Regions from separate parts of the Mus musculus genome. Here region 1 is linked to region 2. A link is a contact called in public Hi-C data. All regions are on one chromosome and are shown on one strand. The core of a region is the stretch at or near the end of the contact, and the rest is flanking DNA. Distances in the headings are between cores, read along the strand shown. Region 1 holds the start of Ephb2 (Eph receptor B2). Region 2 overlaps Ephb2 (Eph receptor B2).

Region 1 (6,109 bases), core at 764-3,263, 120 kb before region 2:
TCAGTGACTGTGGGAAGTTGGCTAACTGAATAAACGTGTTCTATGGACCTATGCAAGGCCCAAGGGATGAGTGTGGGTGTCAGACACTGCTTGAATCCTAGCTCCGATGCGCTATTTGGCCTTGAGCAGATGACTTACCTGGTCCTCAGTCTCATCACCTGAGATGGCCTGCACCTGCCACCAGAGTTGTGACAATGGAGGAGAGGAAAATCTGGAAACGTGAACAGCCCCGAGCCTCATCCCTGGTACCCGGGTTCTCAAAGGATGCTAAAATCTAGTATTTGTATTTTGAATCAAAAAGGATTTTAAATCAAGAAGGAAGCAATTGCTAGGGGTGGGTGGATGGTGACAAGGGTCCCCAGGGGATAGAAAGAAAGCAGAGCTGAATCCACCCAGGATGTAATAGATGGCCCATAAATGTTTCTGGAAATGGGGAGGGGCCACCTGTATACACCAGGGATGGAGGAGAAAAGGCTCAGAGTCCACCAAATCCTAAGCCCCTTGGTTTGTCTGATGAGGAGAAACAGAGAAAAAAAAAAAAAAGCCAGGGCACCCAATTAACTTCTACCCCAGGCAGGAGTCTGCAGGCAACACGGAGTGGAAGGTGTTGGCAGAGAGGGTGATCTTCCCTGTTGTCTTCTATTCTCCCCGGCTCACTTCTGTTCTGCCTCCTTTGCAACCTTCGAGGCCCACCATTTCCAGGTGGCCTCCCAGGCTGAGGTTCATTTCTGATGGACTCTCAATGCTTCAAAGGGTGCCCCAAATTTCCAAACCTCAGTTGGTGTCTCAGGACAGTCTGTCTGATGGGCCTTGAAGGGAAGACATCTCTGGGACGTTTTGTTAGTTTGTGGGACAAAGGGACTGGAGAGGTCTGCACTGGACTTTTAACAGCTTGTCTCTCTAAAGCATTCTTCCACCCACTGCAATGATCATGGCCAGTGCTGTTGGCTAAGTGTGTTTTCAGGAGCGCGGGTCCCAAAGGCTAGGGGCCCTGCCTGGGTGGTTCCCGCAGGATCCCTCCAGTCCTCCCACCACCGGTCTCAGCAAGCCCGCTAATGATGATGGTGATGAAGGCTGTCAGAGCAGGCTGGGCCCGCAGAAATGGAACAAGGGGTTGTGTCCTCCCCGAAGGGACAGCTATGCACAAAACCGAGCAGCCCAGACAGGTCCATTCCACCGAGGGGTGGAGTAGGGGCTGTCGCTAGGCACCCCCCACCCCCGGGCCTCCTCCACACCCCTGCTCGCAAACTGCACCGGGAACCAGATCAACAGAGGAGAAATACAATGTGCGGCTGGGAAGGTCCGCGGGGAGGGGCCGGTGGGCTCGCGCAAGACAACAAGGCAAGGAGGGAAGGCCCGGGGTCTGCCTGCCAGGGCCCGCCACTCCTGCCAGAGAGAACCCCGGGCCCGCGGGCGAGCGCCAAGGCCCACTCTCCCAGGCAGAGGCCCCAGCCCAACCCTAGAGCCTGGGAAAGCCGCCTGTTTTGTTCCCAGCTCCCCCCTCTTTCCCCCCCTCATTCATTGCAGTTCAGTCCCTTTCGAAGCCGCAGGGACGCGGGTGGCAGGGCTCAGGCAAGGGGGTGGCACTCCCAGTCCTGACAGGTAGGGCCAGTCCCCCGGCTTTGGGCAGCCCCTTCCTCGTTCTCCGCCCCCCCGCCCCGGGTCCCCTCTCTCTGCTCCTGTCAGCCGCGCCAGACGATCTCGGCTTTGCAGCATTCAATAAAAATTGAGAAACATTTGGGCTGAAATCGCTGCTTTATCTGGAGGAGCCACAGCGCCGGGAGAGACCACTGCTGCGCGGGGGGGATTCCGGGGTCCCGGACACCCGGGTGAGTGGGGTCACGATGCTCCAACACGGTTGCTGCCCCATCCGAAGGGACTCAAAAGATTTAGAAGATCATGACTCGGGCGTGGTGCAACCCGTGGGTGCACCGGGCAGAGGCACAGGATTGGCAGTCCAACCCCGGCTCCCCCCACGCCCGCGGCTCAGGTGGGCCGTGCCCAGCGCTGGCGGAGCCCGGGTCCCCGTTCTGCCCGGGCTGGATGGCTCATTCTGCTGGCTGCGCGGCGGCGGCGGCTCGTGTGTGTGTGCGCCGCGCCCCGCCGCTCCCCGCCGGCCCCCCGAGCCCGGGGCGCGCGCTCCAGCCCGGGGGTCCCCGCGGCGCCGCGGCCGGAGGCTCCGGGCAGCGCAGCAATGGCCGTGCGCAGGCTGGGGGCCGCGCTGCTGCTGCTGCCGCTGCTAGCCGCCGTGGAAGGTGAGCGGGGATGGGGGCGGGGAGCGGCCGCCTCGGCCCCGGGTCGCCCCCTCACTCGGCCCCGCGGTCGCAAAGTTTGCCCGGGGGCCGGTGCCGGGCGCAGGTGGCCGCGGGGAGGTGTGGCCGGCGGCCACCGCTGGGAAAGACGCGGGGCCCCGCGGGCGCCCGGGCGAGCGGCGGGCGCTGATTGACTGTGCCAGGAGGAGGCGAAGGGACCATCTTGCCGAGGCTTTGTAGCCAGCCGGGTGAGCGCCGCCCAGGGCTGGGGGGTCTTACCACTGCGCGCCCGCCACCGAGGTCCCCGCATCCCCGCAGAGCCCGGCAATGCCTCGGCACCGAGCTCAGGGGCGCGGGCCCGGCGCGCAGTGGGTGCTGCAAAGTTTGGCAGGGAGCGTTCCGAGGGAGGCACCGCGGCCGCGCCAAGGATTGGGGATCCCTGGCCGCGCCCCCTTGGATGCAGCCTGGGCCACCCGAAGAGCAGGGGCACCCGTGGAGTGGAGCGAAGCGCGCGTGTCCCCCACCCTCGCGTCCGTGCCCGCCCGGTCGCTCGCGGCGTACAATGGGGTCCCCTCCCCAGCAGGACTGAGCGGGGGATGGGGCGATGGGCATCACTCTTGCGCGCCGGGTTCTCCGGGTACCTCCGCGGGCCACCGCCCCGTGGGCGACAGAGCTCAGCGTGGAGTCTGGAGCCCCGAGAACTCTCCAGCTGCCGTCAGAGACCGGACCAGATGCTTTGCCATGTGTTGTTGGCCTTGGCCTGGGTCTCTGGGCCTCTCCCCGAGGCCTCGCGCTGTGGTACCACCCGACCCCCCGGGGGCGGGAGTGGCTGCCAGGTGGTCGCAGCTCGCTGGCTTTGGAGGAAAAGTTGTTAGTGGGGGTCTGGGTGTGTCCACCAGGAATGGCCGGGCTGGAAGGACCAGGCGTGAATCCTAATAATGGTTCTCACGTGTACTGTGCTCTACAGTTTGCCAGTCGCTTCAGTTTATGAAGTACTTTGCTCTCCGTGGTTTACAGCGTGCTGCACGGTTGACAAGGTACTTGAAGCCTTCTTTGCAAAGTGCTTGCCGGCCGACAATCTGTGTTGAATCCTTCAGAAGTCTTCCGGGAAGCCAGATGGGTCGAATTTTTACTGGTTTTTAGCAAATAGGGAAACCGCGGGTTCAGAAAAATCCTGTCTCAGCCCTAGCCATTGGGTGATAAAAATAGGCCCTGAGTCTGAGGTCTTTCAAACAACTGGCTGGGTTTTCTTACCCCTAAAGAAGGTGACCCGTTCTAGGAGTGTGCCACCGAGGGCTTGAGGGGTGAGACACAGAGTGCCCTATTCTTGGGTCACTTTGGGGTGAGGTGTGAAGAAGCCTTGAGGGCTCCAGGCACAGCCACTCCAGGCATGGTGGGGGACCCCGTGCTATAACTTAGTTTCTTTCCCAGTAATGAGCATTTTAGTGACCGCAGTGGGGAGGAGAAGGGGGGGGGTCCTTGGATGGCAGCCATAGTGTTTGGCACCAAGGCAGCTGTCCTCCGGCTCCTGCAGGATTTGGCGGCTGCCTGCGGTTTCCCAGAGTGGGGTGGCCAGGGCACTGAGGGTGCCACGGGCCCTGGGTGTGGAGGGCAGCCGTGGAGCCCGGCTGCTGGCGGGGAGCTCCCTGGGAGCTGGTTGGTGTACCGCGTATTACTCCGGCTTTGGGGAAATGACTCATGTGCTGGCCCGCTATACGTTGGGATGTTTACAGTATTATGGGGAGCTTGGCATAAATATTGCTATTTAGGTTGCAGTCAGTGGGGCTGGAGGGGAAGAAAATTGGCCTCTCTTGTGCGTTTGAGAAGGCCCGAGTGTGTTTTTAATTACCGTGGGGTAGATGGAAGGGCCACGTCTGTCCAGCTCTGGCAAGTGGGTGGTTAGAATCTGGGGGGGCTGTGGCCTGGCTGGGCCCTGGCCCTGGACACAGAGCTGGTTGGCAGCTGATGTCACAAGACGGGATGGTTGCCCGTTTGGGGGCAGGAGTAGGAGAACTCTGGAGAATTTAATTCATCATGATTAGCTCATATTGGACTGAGAGAAGGTATGAGGTGGACCCCAGGGGACTGCTTGTAATTCTCTCGGGACGCTGGGGTAGCTGCCTTCTCTGTAGGAGCCTCAGTTTCCCTAGGTAGGGCCTCTGGCTATTCTCTGTGGATTCCATCTTTATACCAGCCATCCCTAAATCCTTCCTCCAAGCCTCTTTTTTTTCTCCTCTGTCACTTAAGGTGATCACAGTGACTGTCTCACCTGTGTGATCGTAAACATCCTACTGAATAGTGGATGGAGAAATAATCCAACTGTAAGAATTGGGTATGCCTTTGTCCTGGAAAGGAAGAGTAGGTGGTACTGCCTATAGCATATCTGGGGCACATTGGATGCTCCAAGATGCAGCCCCGTCTGTGGGACAGTATGGAGGCCAGAGGCCAGGGAGGACAGCCCTGGCCTCCAGCATCCAGAGCCGTAAGACCACCACTGCCTGCCTTTCTTTCTCTTCTGGCTTGCTCTGTCTCCTAGCCCATCACGGGGCTGCCCTGAGCATTACAGCCTAAGGATTTCCAGCTCTAGCCTGTGGAATGCTTGCGAGGAGATGAGGTGCACGTGTGTATGTGCACGTATGTGTGTGCGTGCGCACGCCGGGGAGTGGTTCCCCCCACCCCCGGCAAGAATGGTGAGCATAATGTCTCGCCCAAACCACAAGACCCCCTCCAGGAAAAGCAAAGTGTTGAACATCTGGAGCTGGGCCCAGGGACACATCTGACAGAGGATGGTGGCCGACTCACTACTAGATGGAATGTAAAGGCAGAGGTCTCTCCCCTTCACAGCCCTTCGTTTGCTTTCCAAATATTGATGGTGCTTCCTTTTTGGCTGGCTGGTGCTGGACCCTGGGGCCTGCAAGGAGACAGGGGACAGGCTGACAGAGAAAATCGTTGGCAAGAGCGAATGTGTGAAGTGTGTCCCCTAGCACTGCCAGGAGGAAGTTGAGGGCCACCTGGGGGTGCAGTTTGGGCTGGAAAAGGGTTGTTTCCTCTTTTATGGCTCTGTGCTGCCGGTTCATTTTTTCACTCCCCACTCTCCCGGCAATGAACTTTCTTAGCCACCTGGTGGTTTTTGGTGGGTTTTTTTTTCACAGATTGGTCTCTTCAGAGTTGAGGCAGTTGACTTTGGGACTGTGAGGAAGAGGAAAAATGTTGCCAGGCAAGCTAGCAGCATATGGAAAGGCCCGGGAGCCCGATGATCTGGCATTTCCTTGGGTGTGACCTAAGGGAGTGTGCCCCGAGGACACTAGTGGGAGCCAAGACTTAGAAGGAAGACCAGGCAGATGCAGAAAGGCTGGGGTGGAAGGTTAAGATGTTGAGGGAAGTGGAGAGGGAGGCATTGAAGGTTCTTGACTTGTTTATTGAGGGACCTAGCCAGATTTGTGTTTGGGAAGATGGATGACTTCAGTGATGGGGGATGCTGAGAATATCCAGACTTGGTCCTGCAGAGGAAGGCTGGTCTGGACTCTGAGTTCCCTGAAGGCGCAGACTCCCTGGACCTTTTGAACGTCCAGAGTTATGGAACATAAAACTGCTCAAACACTATACTTTCCAAGAAGCCTTTGGATACTTTGTATCTTACCAGCTTCTTTTGACTTTGTAACAACCATATTGGTTTCCTTGTTTCATGGTGCCTGGCCCTCTGGACCATGAACCTCAGGAGGCAGTGACTCAAGCTGCTGCCTTGGCCGTAGCATCCCAGTGTGCAGAGCTGCTTGCTATGATACTCAAGGGCAAGTGCGTGGTCAGCTACCGCACAGTCGATGGATAGAGTGCTCAGTGAGTGGGCCTGGGACAAG
Region 2 (5,975 bases), core at 415-2,914:
TATGAGGTCAGGTAGTGATGTCATAGATGAGGTCACCGGCCCTGGTGAATAAGACTTTGCAGAGCCGAGCAGGGCAGATGAGACTGGAGTGGCCTTGTGTATAGGATGCTGATCTAGTTGCCTGCTGGTTGGGCCAAGCCCAGCTCTACACGTGCAGACTGCATTGGCTCCCAGCCATGCTTTGAACTCCCTCGGCTTACGGCTAAGAATTTACCCCAGGCCTTGCCGCACGCAGCCTTGGCGGGACAAGTCAGGGTCCTGTTTGTTACTATTTGGGACTTGAACCTGATCCTGGCATGGTGTCTGGCTGGCTGATAAAGGTAAATCTCGACTGATGCGTGTGTGTGTGTGTGTGTGTGTGTGTGTGTATGTGTCTGTGTGTGTGTGTGTGTGTGTGTGTGTGTCTGTGTGTGTGTGTGTCTGTCTGTGTGTGTGCGTGTCTGTGTCTGTGTCTGTGTGAATGTGGATAGGTGAGTGACTGGGTGGATGGATGGGTGGGTGAGTGGATTGATAGATGGTAGGTACATATTGCATACATGCATGCATCAGTGGGTGGGTGGATGGGTGGCTGTAGGAAAGAGAAGATGGTGTATATGTGGATAGATCAGTGGGTGGGTAGATGAATGGATGAATAGATAATGTATGGGTGGTAGATGAGAGGGCAAATGGTTATATGAATGAAGAGATGGATAGAAGGATGGATGGATGGATGGATGGATGGATGGATGGATAGATGGATAGATGGATGCATTGATGGGTGAATGCATGGATGGATGCATGGATGGATGGATGAGTGGGTGGATGAGTGGATGCATGCATGCATTCATGGATAGAAGGATGGATGGATGCATGGATGGATGAATTGATGGATACATGGATGGATGAATGGGTGGATGCATGGGTGGATGGATGCATGGGTGGATGGATGGATGGATGGATGGATGGATGGATGGATGGATGAATGGGTGGATGAGTGGATGCATGCATGCATGCATGGATAGAAGGATGGATGGATGCATGGATGGATGAATTGATGGATACATGGATGAATGAATGGGTGGATGGATGCATGGATGGATGGATGCATGGGCACAGCATCAACCCTCTGAGGAGTGCAGAGGGTACTAGGCTGCCTCTCTCATTGTACCTAAGTGACTACCACATCAGTCCTTTTAGCTTTCTTAGGAGACGTGCATTAGTGTCCATTCCAGGCCTGCTGTCCATAGACAGCTTTGCTGTTCCACTGCCCTGAAGCAGAACCACCTGATGCTGTTTAAATCTGTGCAGACCAGGAAGGAACCTGGTGTCAAAGGAGGACCTTGTACCAAAGACACTGCTCAGCTCAGCACCAGAGGTGGGGACCTGCCAGTTCTCCCACCAACCCCTGCCTATCCCTCAACAGCCAGCCACTTCCCGCTCTGAGCCACACCATCCTCATCAGCACAGAGGAAAGGTGACAGCCTAGCTCTTGAGTCATGAGGATAGAAGCAGGGAGGCCAACTGCTCTGGAAGAGCCCTAGACTGAGATCAGAACGGGGACAACTATGTGAGCTGTGCCCACACGCTCCTGCCGTATCTGTCACAATGAGGGAATGCCCACTGCTGGGCGAACTCTAGAAAGAGAGCCTGGGTCTCTGGGGAGTCCTATTTGAATGCATAGAGCCCTTCCTGGCATGGGCTGGGTTTGCAAGGAGTGTGAGCCAAGAGGATCAGGGCCAGATCCGAGGCTTCCAGGAAAGGGTGTCGGGGGCACCGCATCCCCTGGGGAGTAAGATGCTATGTTCCCCTCCAAGGAGGCAGGAGGACCCTAAAAATGGAATGAGAAGCTGCCAAAAGCCACTCTCTTCCCTCTCCACTTATTGCCAAGGAGCGGCATGGCCACAGGCTCTGCAGGGCTCTGCTGGCCCCCTGGGCACCTGTCCCAGAAGCCTAATTACCCACTCTCACTGGGCTGCCAGCTCACAGATTGAGGGCCATGGAGAGCCGCGTGCAAAGCAGACAGGCATGGAGGAATGCCTTCGGTCCTTCACAGACGGAAGGATGCGGTATCATTTCACCTCTTAGCCCTCACATTGGGCTTGCTCAGAGTCCTGGTTAAGCCTCATCTCCTCCCACACCTCAACTCCACAGCCCTGTCTATGTCCGACTCGGCCATGGCCACAGTGAAGCCTCCTCGGTGGCCTCCCCGTTCACCGTAGCCCATTCCTCACTGAACACATGGGGGATCCATTCTGAGCACAAACCAGCTAGAACCCTGATGGGGTCCTTCTGTAGGGAAAGCCCAGCTTGGTCTCTTCCCAGTGGCTAAGAGGGCCACTTCTTCGCCTCCTTCCTCTTGCTCTGACCCCACCCACCAGGCCCCCTCCCCTTCATCAACCTCTTGTCCACCCAGCCTACCCTTCCCCCCTCCCCTCGCCCCCAGCCTCCCAGCCTCGCAGCTCCTCCTGGCAAATTCTGTTCCCTCCATAATGGATCCCTTTCCTGAATTAGCACTAGGTGGACCAGCTCAGGGGTCCCCTCAGAGGCGCTCCCAACCCCCACTGCAGCTAAGCCTCACTTCCCGCACACCCTATAACAATTTCCCTGTATTTTTGTGTGTGTGAGTGTGTGTATGAGTGTGTGTGTGAGTGAGTGTGTGTGTCTGAGTGTCTGAGATTTGTGTGTGTGTGTGTGTGTGTGTGTGTGGGCGTCTGAGTGTGTGTGGGCGTCTGAGTGTGTGTGTGTGTGTGTGTGTGTGTGTGAGAGAGAGAGAGAGAGAGAGAGAGAGAGTGTGTGTGTGTGTGTGTGTCTGTGTGAGTGTGTGCCTGGGTGTCTGAGTGTGTGTGAGAGTGTGTGTATGAGTGTCTGAGTGTGTGTGTGTGAGTGTGTGTATGAGTGTCTGAGTGTGTGTGTGTGTGTTAATATCTGCTTGTTCTTTCTCCTTGTCTGATGACTCTAAGCTCCCATGTAAGGACCTAAGTGGTATGTTATTGTGTAAGCAGCTAGTGTACCGGGGATTGGACCTAGGGCCTCAGGTTTGTTAAGTGCTCTACCACGAGCTACACCCATTGGGTCATCTTTTCTTCTTTTTAAGGTTTGTTTGTTTGTTTTTGGTTTTTTGAGACAAGATTTCTCGGTGTAGCTCTGGCTGTCTTGAAACTTGCTCTACAGACCAAGCTAGCCTCAAACTCAGAGATCTGCCTGCCTCTTCCAACTTTATTTATTTTATGTGCTTAAGTGCTTGCTTGTATTTATCTGTGTGCCACTGTATACCTGCTGCTCACGGGGACGGGAAAAGGCATCAGAGCCCCTGGAACTGGAATTACAGATTAATTGTCAGCCTCCACGTTGGTGTAGAGAAGTAAGCCTGGGACCTTTGCGTGAAGAACAAGTGTTCCTAACCACTGAGCTATCTCTCCAGCCACCCCTCTTGGTTTCTTCCTCCCTCCCTCCCTCCATTCCTCCCTCTCTTCCTTCCTTCCTTCCTTCCTTCCTTCCTTCCTTCCTTCCTTCCTTCCTTCCTTCCTTCCTTCCTTCTTTCCTTCCTCCCCCCACGTTCTTCTGCAAGCTATTATGTGGATTCAAACCTGATGCACAGCCAAGGAGAGCTGTAGTCTCCTGGTCTTGAGTCCACCTCCTGTGCACCAAACTCAGTTTCCAGTGTGCTGGAGCTTGGACTCAGGGCTTCCTATGTGCACACAAGGTGAGCTGAGCTGCAACCCAGATCCTGTTTTTACTCATGCTGTAGCCTGGGCTGGCCTTGAGCTTGTAATTCTGCCCCCTCAGTCTCTGAGTGGCTGGGAGTCCAGGTGTGCACCATCAGTCCTGGCTATAGGCGTGTCATTTCTGCTGAGTGAATGATTCATTTAAGGAAAGACAGATGTTGTGAATGGCCGTCGACTGAGTCCGCGCCTGCCCATGGTGCCTCCCACTTGCAATCTTACTTTATTCTCTCTATGCAAAGCTCTGCTAGGGAGTGTCCCCACTTCACGACTGAGAAAAACCAAAGCTCTGGAGGTTCAAGCAACTCCCCCAAGGTTACTCAAAGGCAAAGGGCAGAGAGATGAGGGTCTGTGACCCCCTGATATCTGCCTTGGTGTTTTTAAAGCAGTGTTGATATCCTTTTCAGGACCAGAGGATCTTCTGAAGACCTTGGCTAGTAAAAGCTGAGGCTGGCTTTGAACCCCCAAAGTGCTGTTTCTTCTGAAGAGATGCACTGGGGTCCTCTAGGTGCTCACCAGGGCAGCAGGATGGCTATCCAGTATGACAGCCAAGGTCCAGGGCAGAGAGCAGCCCAGGGAGAGGAGATCACAGGAAGAATACATAACATATGCAACCAAACAAGGTGTCTCAGGCTTGTCACCCCAGCATTCGGGAGGCTGAGGCAAGCAAATTCAAGGCCAGCCCAATTTACCATACCACAAGACAGTAACAGCTGTCTTCTGACATGTACCACACATTTCCCGAACCCTCAGCAGTGTTTCCGGTGTCTCCTGGGTGGTAACCGTCTTCTTGATTACCTCAGGAAGGAGAGCATTGTGTCCAACTTCCAGGTGGTAAAACTGAGGCCTGGGGAGGAGTGGTTAAGAATGGGGTGAGGCCAGGTGAAGCACAGTTGGGAGGCCTCGCTCCAGTGTGCACTAGGATAACCACTGCACCGGACTGCCATTCTGTGGGGACAGTCGAGCACAGTCCCAGGAAGGGCCTGATATTGCAGGTCCTAACTCATCTCAGCCTTAAGTTCTTTGTCAGGTACAAAGGGTGCCAGGTCCTGTCCGTTCCCCTCTGCTGCGTCTCCAGTGTGGTCTTCTGTGACTGTTTCTCACATTGAGCACAGGCCCTTGAGTCAGGTGCCTGGAAGTCCCCAGCCCTTCCCTTGTCCCTGTTGTTTGTTCCTGGCTACTCAGATGCTGAGAAGCCCCCAGTGTCATCTGCTATAGATAGGACCAGTCTCATCAGGGCACTGTCATGATGGAAGGTGACAGCTGAGCATGGCCCAACCCAGCTGCACCCCCATTTCTGAAGTGACAAGCTAGCAGTGAGTGAGAGGAAGCAGTGTGGCATCTGGTTCCGTTTAACCCCCTGCTCTGAGGACTGGGGAGATGACTGAGCTGGTGACAGGCTTTCTGGGCAAGCATGGGGATGTGAGTTCAAGCCTCGGAGCCCCACATAAAATGTCTAGAATGTGGGAGATGGCTCAGCTGGTAAAGCCACGTGCCACCAAGCCTGACAACTTGAGTCCTATACCCAGGATCTACATGATGGAAGGAGAGAACAGACTCCTCCGAGTTGTCCTCTGACCTCCACACAAGTGCCACAGTATGTACAAATACACACAAACACATACACACACACACACACACACACACACACACGAGACAGAGACAGAGAGAGACAGAGAGACAGAAAGACAGAGACAGAGAGACAGAGACAGAGAGAAACAGAGAGAATAACTATTTTTAAAGTTAATTAATTTAATGAGCTAGTTGTGGAGGCAGGCATTTGTATCTCAATACTGGGAAGGCAGGGTCAGGAGTACCCCTGGGGTTCGCTGACTAAACAGACTAGCCTAATTGACAAGCCCCAGGCAAATGAGAGACCCTGTATGCAAAAACAAACAACAACAACAATAAACAAGGTGTGAATTATCAAAAAGCCCCAGGAATGAGAGTGTTCTTTGATCTCCATATGAATGTACACACATCTACATGGACTTCACACACACACACACACACACACATGTAACCACACAAAAAAACATATGTACATGCACACACACACATACATGTACGCCACACAAAAACACACATATGCACCTACACAAACATACATGCATGTATTCAGGCATGTGCAAATACAGTAACACATACAGAAGCAAGAAAAATAAACTCTGGCTCTGCCACTCGAGGCTGGTAGCACTGGGCAGGTGACTTCACTGTCTGCACCTGGGTTCCCTGTTGACACACTATTACGGTTTCCTTTGAGACTCCGTGAGC

The links. Hi-C and Micro-C count contacts between places; a contact is called where the count stands out from the background.
Region 1: a contact with region 2 is called in a Hi-C map of cerebellum, with 2.2 times the contacts expected there. The contact joins the promoter of Ephb2 here to the enhancer-like site in region 2. A contact is called at or near these places in 6 of 39 promoter capture datasets (the HPC-7 cell line, cranial neural crest, embryonic stem cells and 3 more), 5 of 484 Hi-C or Micro-C datasets (bone marrow-derived macrophages, cerebellum, embryonic fibroblasts and 1 more), 24 of 115 datasets of contacts at active chromatin or transcription factors (the HPC-7 cell line, the NIH/3T3 cell line, the SCID.adh cell line and 16 more) and 2 of 9 other capture datasets (adipose tissue and pancreatic islet).

What each region holds. Positions count from the first base shown.
Region 1 is chr4:136,831,916-136,838,024 of GRCm38.p6, reverse strand. It overlaps Ephb2 (Eph receptor B2), which reads left to right and starts at 2,013. Exons shown (of 16, transcript NM_010142.4): 1 at 2,013-2,255. The coding sequence starts at 2,195. It overlaps Gm31536 (a long non-coding RNA gene), which reads right to left and starts at 2,090. Exons shown (of 5, transcript XR_881502.3): 1 at 139-2,090.
Region 2 is chr4:136,712,585-136,718,559 of GRCm38.p6, reverse strand. All of the region lies in intron 3 of Ephb2 (Eph receptor B2), which reads left to right. Among named protein-coding and RNA genes, the nearest start is that of Gm52708, 84 kb to the left of the region's middle. Within about 2 kb of position 1,664, at least 17 of the 459 cell types and tissues checked have an H3K27ac peak or open chromatin away from gene starts, as enhancers often do. A contact at or near this core is called in cerebellum and embryonic brain, where this site is marked.